Linked DNA regions of Mus musculus: regions 2, 3 and 4 are each linked to region 1. The links are chromatin contacts, called in public HiChIP or PLAC-seq maps. All regions are on one chromosome and are shown on one strand. Each heading gives the region's core, a stretch centred on a gene start, on an enhancer-like site or on the middle of the called end of the contact. The rest is flanking DNA. Distances are from core to core; before and after follow the strand shown.

What was found. HiChIP or PLAC-seq counts read pairs in DNA pulled down with a chosen protein or histone mark.
Region 2: an H3K27ac HiChIP or PLAC-seq map of heart atrium shows a contact between it and region 1, with 10 times the contacts expected there. The contact joins the promoter of Ntn1 here to the enhancer-like site in region 1. A contact is called at or near these places in 20 of 39 promoter capture datasets (the 3T3-L1 cell line, 3T3-L1-derived adipocytes, the C10 cell line and 14 more), 26 of 484 Hi-C or Micro-C datasets (the CH12 cell line, Sertoli cells, cerebral cortex and 16 more), 27 of 115 datasets of contacts at active chromatin or transcription factors (bone marrow-derived macrophages, craniofacial prominence, differentiating embryonic stem cells and 18 more) and 5 of 9 other capture datasets (adipose tissue, embryonic stem cells, liver and 2 more).
Region 3: a FOXA1 HiChIP or PLAC-seq map of pancreatic cancer cells shows a contact between it and region 1. The contact joins two enhancer-like sites. A contact is called at or near these places in 2 of 39 promoter capture datasets (the 3T3-L1 cell line and embryonic stem cells), 1 of 15 datasets of contacts at CTCF or cohesin (pro-B cells), 10 of 484 Hi-C or Micro-C datasets (the HL-1 cell line, the N1E-115 cell line, double positive thymocytes and 2 more), 2 of 115 datasets of contacts at active chromatin or transcription factors (heart atrium and pancreatic cancer cells) and 1 of 9 other capture datasets (embryonic stem cells).
Region 4: a contact with region 1 is called in an H3K27ac HiChIP or PLAC-seq map of heart atrium, with 6 read pairs. The contact joins two enhancer-like sites. A contact is called at or near these places in 1 of 39 promoter capture datasets (liver), 3 of 484 Hi-C or Micro-C datasets (the N1E-115 cell line, trophoblast stem cells and uterus) and 3 of 115 datasets of contacts at active chromatin or transcription factors (embryonic stem cells and heart atrium).

The regions. Positions count from the first base shown.
Region 1 is chr11:68,210,897-68,213,931 of GRCm38.p6, forward strand. It overlaps Ntn1 (netrin 1), which reads right to left. Exons shown (of 7, transcript NM_008744.2): 7 at 1-2,438. The coding sequence ends at 2,110. Among named protein-coding and RNA genes, the nearest start is that of Mir6406, 8.5 kb to the right of the region's middle. Within about 2 kb of position 1,530, at least 59 of the 459 cell types and tissues checked have an H3K27ac peak or open chromatin away from gene starts, as enhancers often do. A contact at or near this core is called in cerebral cortex, double positive thymocytes, embryonic limb bud and 6 more, where this site is marked.
Region 2 is chr11:68,385,403-68,388,437 of GRCm38.p6, forward strand. Ntn1 (netrin 1) reads right to left here and starts at 1,424. Exons shown (of 7, transcript NM_008744.2): 1 at 1,208-1,424; 2 at 1-782. The coding sequence starts at 718.
Region 3 is chr11:68,070,813-68,073,847 of GRCm38.p6, forward strand. All of the region lies in intron 6 of Stx8 (syntaxin 8), which reads left to right. Among named protein-coding and RNA genes, the nearest start is that of Stx8, 110 kb to the left of the region's middle. Within about 2 kb of position 1,554, at least 21 of the 459 cell types and tissues checked have an H3K27ac peak or open chromatin away from gene starts, as enhancers often do. A contact at or near this core is called in pancreatic cancer cells, where this site is marked.
Region 4 is chr11:68,339,886-68,342,920 of GRCm38.p6, forward strand. The region is part of intron 2 of Ntn1 (netrin 1); the gene reads right to left. Among named protein-coding and RNA genes, the nearest start is that of Ntn1, 45 kb to the right of the region's middle. Within about 2 kb of position 1,411, at least 45 of the 459 cell types and tissues checked have an H3K27ac peak or open chromatin away from gene starts, as enhancers often do. A contact at or near this core is called in heart atrium and uterus, where this site is marked.

The DNA.
Region 1 (3,035 bases), core at 280-2,779:
CAAGCTTGGACCAGGGAAGCCACCTGACCCTTGCCAGGGTAGGTCTGTGTGCTCATGCCAGCCTCCCTCTGAAGCCTTAGTCTTCCTCCGGCTAGGGAAGCAGCTAAGCCACCTCTCCAGGCCCTCTCAGATGGCCATGCCTGTCTTCCTGGATCTTGCGGCTTTCCACTAGGGAGTCCATTCCTCATTCCCCGCCACTCCCGATGCCTCCTCAGGAGGTGTTGCTGGGTCTGTCCCAGACCATACTCCAGGCTCATATCCTCAGAGTTCTCTAGAGACAAGCTGCCTGGGTCTCAGTGGTAACCACTATCCCACCCAACCCTCGCCTACTGTGGGAGTGTCAAGAGGGCTAACTGCTGATGTGCAACTGTGGTGAGGTCAGAGTCTGAGTACCGGTGCTGGTGTGACCTTGGGCACGTGGACATGTCTTTTTACTGGTGAACACGAAGACAAGAGTGAATCCCTGCCTCGCAGGTTTGTGGTGAAAACAGGCCAGGAGCATATGGGTAAAGTGCCTGGCACCAAGAGGGTGCTCAGTAAGTGGCAGTGGTGATGTGGGCAGAAGTGGAGAAGCAGAGGGAGCCGTGTCACTGAGGGGCTGAGCTTCATCCCTCATATGGCCCTTCAGGGCAGCCAAGTGGGCAGGAGAAATGAAACCAATTTCCTGACTGAGAGGGCCAGGCCTCTCATCCAGTGTGCGGGGCGCGAGGCTAGAGGCCCGAGTACAGGGAGGCAGGGAAAGGCTAAAGGGGCCTGGGAAGCAACCAGAAGGGAAGCTTGGAGCTGCCTGCGTGAGGACATTAAGTCTCTAAGAGAAAAGAGAGCTAGGCATACAGGAGGGCCTGGGGACCTCCACAAAGAAGGCAGCCAGAAAGGAATAGACCAGACTGCCCAGGCTAGACCAAGACAGCTGGGAGCTAGAGTGGGTTTCTTAACCAAGGAGTCTATGTCCCTTTTCTGGGGAGCCAGCAGTGAGGGCGGCAGCAGGAAGCAGTCACAGAATGCTTGGACCCCAAGAACCTGACCATTCCTGGCCTTGCCCTCCAGCTTGGACGCCAGGCACCTTGCTGAGCAGCGACCCTACCCTGACTCAGGCAAGCCCCTTCCCCCAAGCCTGGTTCAAACTGCCTAGACAGCCGCTGGCATTCCAGACTTAACCAGGCCCTCTCCAGCTGTTGACATTGCTGTGAGGCCTTGTGGGAGCTGATGTCATTACACAAATAGTGTCACTGCCCTAAACCCCCGCCAGTACCCCTCCCCCTCCCCTGGAAAATGTCATAAAAAGGGCTGTTTCCAAGTTTCCAGCAAGGAAACTCTCTGGGAGGTTTTGGTTTGCAATGCCTCCTTCCACAGGCAGCTCCAGCAGAGGCAGTGACCACCCGGCTTGACTTCAGGGTCCTTAGGCCCTAGGCCCTCTGATGGGCCAGGAGCCTGGGCCAGCCCCACTGGAGTAGAGCAGGCCCCAGGAGAACTCTCCCCTCCCTACAGATGGTGAACTCCACCCAGGAGACCAGCCCAGCAGGTGGCAGTGGAGACCAAAGCTGGCTGATCCCAGTGTCATCGGGCCCTCTAACATAGGGACCTGTTGTCAGAGTCTGGAGTCCTGTGGGAATTCCTAGACAGCGGGTGATGGAGAAAGGAGGGGGGCGTGACTAGTGTCTGGTGGTGGATTGGTTGCCCCTGCCCAGGCTGCAGGCCCAAAAATTCACAGTTCTTACATCCCCCTTCAATAACCATCAAACACAGCGACTGTAGACCACTGTGCCATTCTGTTCCCGCCTCTCAGGACCTCCCTAACCCCTCCACGGCGACCCCCACCTAGCCCTAGGGAAGCGCATCTCTGTTCTGGAAGGAGCGCCGTGAGGTAGCTATGTCTTGTCCTCATTTCTCCAGGGCCTGGCCTGTCAATACAGGGTGCTTTCTGCCATGCGCATAAGAGCGCAGCCAGGGGTGTGAGGGTGGGGCTGGGGCGGAGCCGCTGAGGGCCCCGCCCCACTTCGACTTCGCCCCGCCCCCACCCTCCCAAAAAAACCCCTGACGGCCAAGTCCAAGGCTGCCAGCCTTTGCCAGCGCCCTGCCCGCCCTCCTGGAGCCCGCGCCACCTCCGCGCTAGGCCTTCTTGCACTTGCCCTTCTTCTCCCGTTGCTGGAACTTGCGCAGCCGCCGTGCCCATGTGTCCCGCCACTGGATCACCAGGCTGCTCTTGTCTGCCACGATGCCACTCTGGTCAGGTGAGTCCTCGGCATTACCCAACAGCAAGTACTTCTTGAGGGGCTTGATTTTGGGACACTTGCAGGCGATGTCTCGTGAGCGGATCCACAAACTCTGGTCACCACGGCGAATACGACTTGTGCCCTGCTTGTACACGGAGATGATGTTCACGGTGAACTTCCACCAGTCCCCTGCTTTGTCGGCCTTCAGGATGTGGATCTGGACAGCTGTGAGGAAGCAAACAAGTGGTGTGGGCCATGGCTGGGAAGTGCAGCCAGGTGCCCAGGTCCTGGGATGGGATGGGCCCGACCTGCACGATGTCCTACAAGAACCTGGAGTGGGATCTGGAAAGTGACTGCAAAGGGCTCCCCACGGGCAATGGGTGAGCTAAGCTCATCCCAGAACCTGAGCTAATACCTGGGCCAAAGCCCCTATCCCAAGAAGTGTTGCTCCTGCCTTTGTTGAAGGTGCCCCCCGCCCAACACTGCCTCTTGGAACATGTTGAGATCCATAAGGGAGACTCCAGGGAAGCGGGGTAGATGGATTAAGCATGCCCCTAGCTCTCTAGATAGTCTGCTTGCCCCTGAGGGCAGGTGGCTTTGATGACAGCAGGGCTGACTCCTCTGGAAATGAGGAGCACCTCACATGCCTAGACTTCCAAAGGCTCCAGCCACTTCACCCCAAGCCTTAGGATGGCACCTGTCCCCCAAAATCATCCTGACTTCAATGAAATTGAAACAGCCCATCAGGGAATTTTAGTACGCAGCATCAAGAGAGTCTGCCACTCACATGGCCAGAGTGCTTTTCCAGGGTCAGCCAGGGTC
Region 2 (3,035 bases), core at 174-2,673, 170 kb after region 1:
CCTGCAGCACCGGCGAGTTGTCGAAGTCGTGCGCCGAGGGCCGCCCGTCCAGCGTGCTGAAAGCGATCAGCCCGCCAGAGAGCGGGCGCATGTCGGTGTGCGAGTCGGTGCACACGGCCTCCTGCTCGTTCTGTTTGGTGATAGGCGCGCGGTGCGGCCGGTTGTACATTTTGCGGCACTGCGTGGAATAGAACTGGAAGGGCACCCACGTGCGCCCGTAGTCCATGGACTTGTAGATGGCCATGGACTCTGGCCGCGGCGAGCAGAATTGCAGGCTCACATAGGTCACCTCAAACTTCTTGCCGAGCGACAGAGTGAGCGTCACGTTGTGCGGGAACTGCAGGTAGTTCTCGGACTGCCAGCACGTCAGGTTGTGCGGGTTATTGAGGTCGGTGAGGAAGGCGGGCGGGTGCGCTTTCTTGGGATCCGAAGAGTTGCAGAGGTGACAGGAGCGCAGCCGCTCTTCACCACGCTCGCTCACCACGCAGTAGCGCGCCGGGGGCCGGCCGCAGGTGCTGGACACGCGCACGTCCTTGCCGAAGGCCGCGTTGACAAAGTCCGGGATGCAGCGGCGCGGGTGTCCATTCTCATCCGAGCAAGGATCAGGCTGCGCCGCCTGGCCGGCGAACATGCTAAGCCCGGGCCCGCCGCGCACCGCGCCCACCAGGCACGCCACCGCCGCCAGCGCCGCCAGCGCCTCCCACACAGCGCGCATCATGCTGTGGCCAGCTTGCCCCGGCCCCGCCGCGCCAAGGAGTCGGTTCGCCCGCCGCACCAGGCGCCTGCGGAGAGAGGGGAGCCGCGCTCAGCCAGCCAGCAGCCAGCCCGCCCCGCGCCCAACAGCCCTCGGTGGAGTGGCGGGCAAGTGCCCCGCTCCCCGGGGTACCAACCCCGAGACTGCCCACTTCCCTCCCCCAAAGTCCGGGGGACCCCGAGCGCAGGGGCTTCCAAACCTGAACCGCCCGCGCCCCTTCCTCCCGGCTTCCCCAGCCTCCCGGCCAACCGAAGAGCAAGCCCGCGCCCATCTGCCCATCCGCAGCTATGCCCATTCTCCTTGCTCCCTTAAGCCTCAGGCGCAGCAGGGCTCCAGATCCCCCAACCACGCACGGGCTCAGCGTCCTTTTCTCTTGCCACCTGGGGTCCTTCCTTTATAAATGCCCCCTCCCCAATCGCGTCCCCGCTGGGGATTCCGCGTAGGAGACTTTACCTCTAAGTGATGGCAAAAGAGAAAGAAAAGTTTGCCTGGCCCAAGCCGGGGAGCCCGCGCGCCGGACTGCAGAGAGCCTCTCGCTGGCGGCTAGCAAGAGCGTCCTGTCTCAACGCGGGCTTGCCAGCTCCATGCCCGGCGCGGCCGCCGCTGCCCCAGCCCCGGCCCCGGCCGCCACCGCCGCCGCCTCTTCCTCCCGAGTGACGACGCGGCCGCCGACTCCCGCCGCGGTCCGAGTGCTGCCCTGCCCGCCCGGGGCGCACACACACACACACACTCACGCTCGCTGGCGCGCACTCACACACGCACGCACGCCCCCGAAGGCTCTGCCGCCGCCCGCCGCTGCCGCTGCCGCTGCCGCCGCCGCCACCACTCGCGCTAGGAGTGGGGGGCGGAGGGGAGCGCGGAGGCGGGGCCGCCGGGCGGGGCGCCGGCCAGTAACGTCGGCAAGCAGCCGCCCGCTCACGAGCAAAGTTTTAACCCCGGGAAGAAGAAAGTTAAAGCCAACGGGCCCGGGATGCTCCAGAGGGCGAGAGCGAGCGGGTGGGAACCTGGGAGCCGGAGAAAGAACAGCAGAGACAAAGAGAAAGCAAGAGGAGCGCCCGGGGAAACCCCGGAGAGGGGGCAGGGCCGGCGCGCACCCTGTGGGGGTGGGGTGGGGGCGAGAACGGCTTTCTCCCTCCCGGTCCCAGCCAAACACATCTGTGTTTGTTTTCTTTTCTTCGCAGAGGTCCAGCCTTCCTCCAACCCAGACTGGTGGCCCCGGTGGCACTACGCTCAGGGCCTTGCCCCTATGGGCACTCGGCCCCAGAGGCGTGAGGAAGGGGAACTGGAAAGGGATGTGAACTTTCTGCCCCTAGGCTCTAGGGGATGGGGTGGGGGGCAACAAGAGGCAGCGCCTAAACCTCACAGAGTTGTCACTGCCAATTTTCTTTTAGGCCTGGAAGCTGTGGTGATTCGAGGCTAAAGGCCAAGAAGCTCGGACGCACCTGGATAGTGGCCTACTCAGGTCTATCCTGAACTTCAGAGATGGGGCCAGTTCAGTTCTCCCAGGGTCCCCTGAAGCTGACTTGGCAGCTCCTAGATCCTTTTTTTTTTTTAATATCCCTAGGGAGATTCCCACAATAGCTTTGCATAGTACCAATTGACTCTACTCTTCAACTAAGGGTGTGGAGGCTTCAGAGGCTAGGGATAACTTTCCCAAATTTCTGGCTACTTATATGTGTGTGTGTGTGTGTGTGTGTGTGTGTGTGTGTGTGTGTGTGTATGTATGTGTGTGTATATATATATAATTTGGATACAGTAATCTGGGCTCCTGGCCTGAGGCAGTGGTGTTCTCCTGTGGGTGGTGTGCTTTTGCCACTTCAGCTACTCTGGAGGCCGAAGGCTTGAGAGCTATCTTAAGCCCAGGAGTTCAAGGCCAGCATGGGGAACATACCCCATCTCAAAGAAACATGAGCTCTCTCACCACGTTTGTCTAATGGATAACCTCGCGCAATTACAGTCTCCTGGGGTGTCCTCGGGCCACCCAGCCTCTGGCCTGGTTCTCTGTTGCCTTAACAAAAGGACTGTGAACAAGAATGGTAACCTTTGGCTGTCTTGCAGCTACAGCCAGAGTTCAGAGGTGAGAATCTATCCAGCTGCGAGCTTGAAACTAGTTACTGTTAAGTTTCTTTCTCATTTAGAATGTGATTCAATAACAGACTCAGACAGAAAAACTCCACTCCTGATTCTGGCCCAAGGGCTTCCTTGCTTCAGCCCGCCTCATTCTGTTCCTTCCACTTTCATAGACTCTGAGAACCTAAGAAAGGGCCTCGGGGATGGGCTG
Region 3 (3,035 bases), core at 304-2,803, 140 kb before region 1:
AAATACACACCGATCCTCCAAACCACTACTGGGAGATAAAGATTTGTTAGCACAGTTTAGGGGTCAGCAAACTCTCTGGCTAAGGGTCAGAGCCAACAGGACAGGACCAGCCATATGCTCTCTGGCACATCTGTGGCCATTGCAGTTGTGTCAAAGTAGACATAGTTGTCTATAAACAGAATGTGGTTCCTCCACACCATGAAGTATTTATTCAGCTGATGGAAGGAATAGCTGCTGGCATATTCTACAATGTAGAAGAACATGAAAACATTGTACTTGGTAGAAGAAGCCAGACACTGTCTTTCACATGTTGTATAATCCCATTGACTTGAAATATCTGTAATAGGTAAATGCATAGCTGTAAAACTCTAGATTGGCGATCCCCAGGAACTGAAGGAAAAGGCAGTGGATGTGAACTGGAAGAAAGGACAGTGGGTGTGAATTGAAAGAAAAGGCAGTGGGTATAAACTAGAAGAAAGGACAGTGGGTGTGAACTGGAAGAAAGGGCAGTGGGTGTGAACTGGAAGAAAGGGCAGTGGGTGTGAACTGGAAGAAAGGGCAGTGGGTCTGAACTGCTTTGGGGGTAAAGAGACTGAAACTAGACCTAGTATTTGATCACTACTATGAATGTACTAAATGCTCCTGAATTGTTTAAAGTACTACTTCTATGTAGTATTGACTTGACTTCAATAAAAGATAAAAAAGAACAATTCACATTATAAGGTGTGGCAAAGCAGCCATAGTTGATATGTAAATAAGTGAATGCAGGTGCATTCTAATGTAGTGTATAAAGCTTTATTTATAGTGAGAGAAGAGGGGATAGACAGATTTGCTCTGTAGGCAGTTTACCAGCCCTACTACAATGTGAAAGATAATTTTGATAGTGATTGGGGATAGGATAGGTGGGGATGAAGACTGAGCAGATGAGAAGTCTTGGAGTGGGAGAGCAGTTAGCCTGGAAACTATCCCAGTAATCTAAGCAAGCCTCTTCACTGTGGAGGAGGCGCCGACCCTGCCTTACCCTGTAAGGTGGATGGGATTGCGGTCTTTTCCACCTACCCCTACCGTTACTTTTGTATGTGCATTTAAATTTTCCCCTTAAAAAGGATTGGGCACAGTTCCAAATGGAGAGACTCTCTTAATAGAATGAGAGGGCAAGCTGGCGGGGAAGTGGCCGTGAGGGAGAAGAGCACCAAGGCTTCTAAGCATTCACAGGCTTTTCAGCTGAGGTTGGCTCAGCACTCTCTGTTGACTTTAGGACTCTCACACTTGCTTGAATAATGACAAAGATATTTACCTTTTAGACTCGTGTGTGTGTGTGTGTGTGTGTGTGTGTGTGTGTGTGTGTGTATGTGTGTGTGTGTATTCTTTCATAGATAACCTTCACCACTCTTAATGCATTAGCTGCCAACTTTTCCTCCTCTTCCTCTTCCCTCCCTTCTTCCCTCTCCTGTTTCCCAGTGCTGAGATTAGAAACTCAGGAGCTTACAATTACGAGGCTCCCAGATCCCCTTAGGATAGTTAAGTCACACATCCCATTAGTAATAATCTTGAGATGTGGCCAAAGGTGTGACTCAGTGATAGTATCTGTTCGTGCCACACACAAGGCCCTGACTTTAATCACCAGCACCAATAAAAACAAAAGTATTTGTGAGTGAAGTTCTAGATCATTCTTTATAATTGCTCTTATAAAGTTATATACACTATTGCTCTGTGTATTGCATGGATCCTAAAAGAATTTAGAAGAGGTTTTCTGTCCACATTCTAGTGACTCATCTCATACATCCTCCTTTGTAGACTCTTCATGTAAATTATCCTTTGGCTTAAATTTCCCCCTTTCCCAGCGAAATGGAGCCTAGTAAGGAAGCGGTGCTGCCGTGTGTATTGTTTTAACATTATCCTGGACTATGTGCTGTTGGAACTTTCCGATGTGGAAACAGCTGAATTGCTTCTGAGGCTCTCACACACTGAGTTGACTTGAGAACTTAGTGATTAATAAGGCAAAACTATTTCTCTTCGGGCAGAGCCATGGGTTCGGTTTTTCTTCGGGTTAAAAGAACATTAGTCTTCTAACCAGGGATTTCTGCTGTCTTTATAGTGGAACAAATGCTTTTTTCAGATCTAATCCTGGCGTGATAAATAAAGCTCTCTGCAAGGTGCTTGGGAAAGTTGTAAGCAGCTCCCGCGTGGAGAGGCCTTTGTTGTGGAGGAAGAGGCCTAACCTCAAGGGTTAATCAGTCACTGTTCGTGTAGGTCAGAGAGAAAAGTTCACATCTGAGTGGTACTGGCCATCAAGCCCTTTCTTGTGGTTCTTTCCACAGTGATATATTCTTAAATATCCCTTGAGTTCAAGCCTCCCAGATAGATTTATTGGAGCAAAATGTTCCTTGTCCATATGATAAGTTGTGTATTTATTTGCATTGAAACTGAGATAAGTGACAATCAGGAACTCTGTGGTAGCTGTGATTTGAGCAAACATGCTAGTAAGTAATACTGGCCAAGTGTCCAAATGTGCATCTAACACGCTGCCTGGCATATTGCAGATGTTTGTTGATTGCTTATTGGCTGAATGAGTGTAGAGTTTTACGAGGCTGAGTCCAGTATGGTGCTGCCAAGTTGGGCCAGCGTGTGATAGTTGCACAGTCTTCACTTTGTAACTGTTTTGTTAAACTGTATATGTAGATCTTTTGGGTTTCCCTTTACATGCTGGATTTCAGGATTAAAATGTTTTTAAGCACTTTAAGGGGGGTTGTAACAAAGTATATCCTATCCATGGAGCTTGTTTGCTTTAGAGGTTCAAGAGTAATATGCTAAAATTTCCTTTGTTGAATTGAAGCATAAACAGTTGAGTGTTTGCTTGTCAACACATAGAATTTGGTAATTAATTTGTACTTGGGAAACTTGCTCTGGGTTTGAACACTTAGGAAACAAGGTTTCCAAGTATGTCTTGCTCCCAGCCAAGAGCAGCTGTGCCGTACACTGCTTTTCAGGTGGCTTCTCTGGGACATCTGTGAAAACAGACGTCAGTAACTGAG
Region 4 (3,035 bases), core at 161-2,660, 130 kb after region 1:
CAACTACAGGAACTTGGGAGTTGTTTGAGTTTCCACTGATGCGCACACTCACTCACAGGCTCCAAGGCTCTGCCTTCGCAAAGAATGACACACAGTTTCGAGAAGGCTGGCCAGGTGAGGAGTTCAGCCCAAGGCCAAGCGCAGAAAGATGCTCGGTGACCCTTGGTGAGAATGAGTCACGGCGCTGAGCTCCAACCGGAGCTGGCCACATCCCATCCCTAAACCCTCAGAAATATGCACTCGCTGAACTTTTCATAGCAAGCCACCCCGCCGATGTCAAGTCTCCTTGCAGTGACCACTAGCTTTCTAACTCAAGTGACCAACCCCACAGCTTTCTCGGGTGGACCTTCACCCCACTGCCTGTGTCGGGAGCACTGGCTTGTGCTAGTGGGAGCACTGGCTTGTGCTAGCAGCAATTTTTACTTGCTACTTCATCTTGACTCACAGATCCATCCAGTCCGAGCCTCCTGAGATGCGCACTAGCCCCACAAGAGCTCAGGGTGCTGCGGGTCAACAGTAATAGAATAAAATATCTTTTTGGTCTTGTCTTGAAATCACTCTTTATGTTCCCTTTGAAATACTAGCCCAGAAAGGGGGCGGGAAAGACTCAAAGAGATGTCAGACCCAGTGTACTCATTGTGAGAACCTCCACAGGATGCCCACATGTCAAAGACAAAGCCACACCCACAGCCAGCGCTTTCCAAACCAGTCATTGCCCAAGCCAGGCCACTGTTTCCTGTCTCCAAGAGGTAAAACCTGGATTAATGGGTATAAGTCCCAGAGTCTCTCCAAGAAGGACAGTCAGAAGGACTTTGAGAGAACTCATACCCAGAAGGCATGGAATGGAAGCTGGGTATTCTTTGAGGGGCTAAGTACACAGGAGACTAATATACTTTGTGAGACATCTGATGTTGGATGACCTACAGGGTTCTCTTAACCTGTAACATATCATAAATCCAGGACATCTGATGATAAAGGGAACATGCCTGCCCCAGCCTACCTCTGCAAGCAGTGCTTTGCCTATAAGGGCTAAGGTTCAATCGCAGGCTTTTCTGGTAGGAGAGCTGTCCTTAGATACATTCTGTGGCCCTATGAATTCCCAGGGCAGCTGCTGATAAAGAACTCTCTAGGGTATTTATTTAGAGTTGCTTTCCTTCCCCCCCCCCCCACTCCCCTCCACACACACCCCCGTGACTCATCCTTCAGGTTCATCTCCCTGAGTCTTTTCCTTCCCGCTGTCACTTCCAACTCTGCTTCTCACCTCCCACCCCCCAAGACCCTGCACTCAGGAGACAGGTGCCTAGGGCACAGGTGGGCAACCCAAGGCCTCAGAGCCACTGCTGGCAAACACGGCCCCCATGTGTGGCTGCCCTGGTTCTGTTGGCCTCCGCTAAGCAGAGCTCCAGGCAGCTGCCAGCCTGCTTTCAATATCCGCTCGCCCCTCACTGGCCTACCAGCCAGCCAGTCCCCTCCCCAAGCCCTTTCTCTTTGAAGAAAAGTGATTTAATTTCATGAGACTTTAGGGTAATCATGTTATGATCTTCAACATTAACCAGAACCAACTCCCTGCTACAGGAGGGTGGGGAAGGAAAAGGGAAGGAAAAAAGTAAGCATTTGGGGTTGCCAGAAAAGACAGGCGAAAGAAACTCACAGCAGCTGCCTTGCTGGTTCCTCTGATGAGGATGGGCCTCTGCCAGAGAGGGGGGCCCCTGTGCCAAGGTTTCTGGGAACAAGGAAGTTGGGTTTGGCAAGACTTCTATTCTACAGGTTAATCTGCTCTGTTCTGAGGGAAATACTGGTTTTCATTCTTCAGCCTACGTTCTATGCCCTCTTCCACACCATTGCGCCCCCCAGTCACCTCCCATCAGCTGCGCATATATACACACAGCCACCAGGGGACCTGCCCATACTCCTTCCTCATAGCTCAGGGGTCTCCGTGCCTCCTCTCCAGGGCCAGGAGTAAGAGTGGCTGTGCAGACCAGGTCAAGGGGCCTCTTTGATTATAGCTCAGTTCCTGCAGCCCCGCCCATCTCTCCAAGCTTTTTAGACAATAAGATGAAACTTGGTAAGAAGACTAGGTTAGGCGAAGGCAAGAATACGGGAGGGGGGTGTTTGGGAAGACTTTAAAAGGAAGAAAGGAAAAGGGGAAAGAAAGAAAGACAAGTAATTCAGGACCCTAAGCCCAGAATAGTGCATCTAAGGGTTAGCTGGAGCCTGGGAGGAATTCTCACGAACAATGCGCCTCCTTGGCAGACAGTTCAAGGGTGTGGTGTACACTTGAAAAAACAGCAAATAACCCAGGCCCCACGGCCACCAGGGCGGGTGCTGGCATGAAGCTAGAAAGCTGGGGTGAGGGACCATGTGGGGACCCCAAGAAAATGATGGCTTCCAGGGGAAAGTGCTCCCCATGAAGTCCTGGCCTCAGATGCATCTTGTCAGCCCTGGGCTACAAGAAGGTCAAAGCCCTTTGCTAGCCCAGACTCCTCCCCACGCTCTCAGGCCTGCCTGTTTCCTTAGACTTCCTCAAGTCTTGCAGCTTCTCCTGCCCCTGCAGGGATCTAGAACATGTGGGTACTGTGGTGCTACAGAAGGCCACTTCTCGTGCCCTCTTCCTTTGGTCAAACCCCAGTGCCCACTCAGCATCCACTTCACGTGGGACTTAGAGGAGTGTCTCAGGCATCCCGGAGAGATTGGGCCCTGAACGTGACTTCAATCCATTTCTAAAGCGCAGGGAAACACCACGTGGCATTGGCAAGTGTGTGGTATTATTTCCCTCTTACTCCCAGGCTCCATTCAAGGCTTCAGCAGAAAAGCTTATGGGTAGTTTCTGCACCGCTCTGGGCAGGCAGGTGGGCACAGTAGCCACCTGAAGCTATACAACTGACCCAAGGCTGGCATGAGTCAGTCTGAGACTTAGAAACTGTAATTCCTTTTAATACACTGGTTTTTTTTTCTCTCTGCAAACACGTCTTGTGGGATTCCTTTAAAGTCATATTTTTAAAAATTTAATTTAGGATAAAGGTCAAACAGTGCCG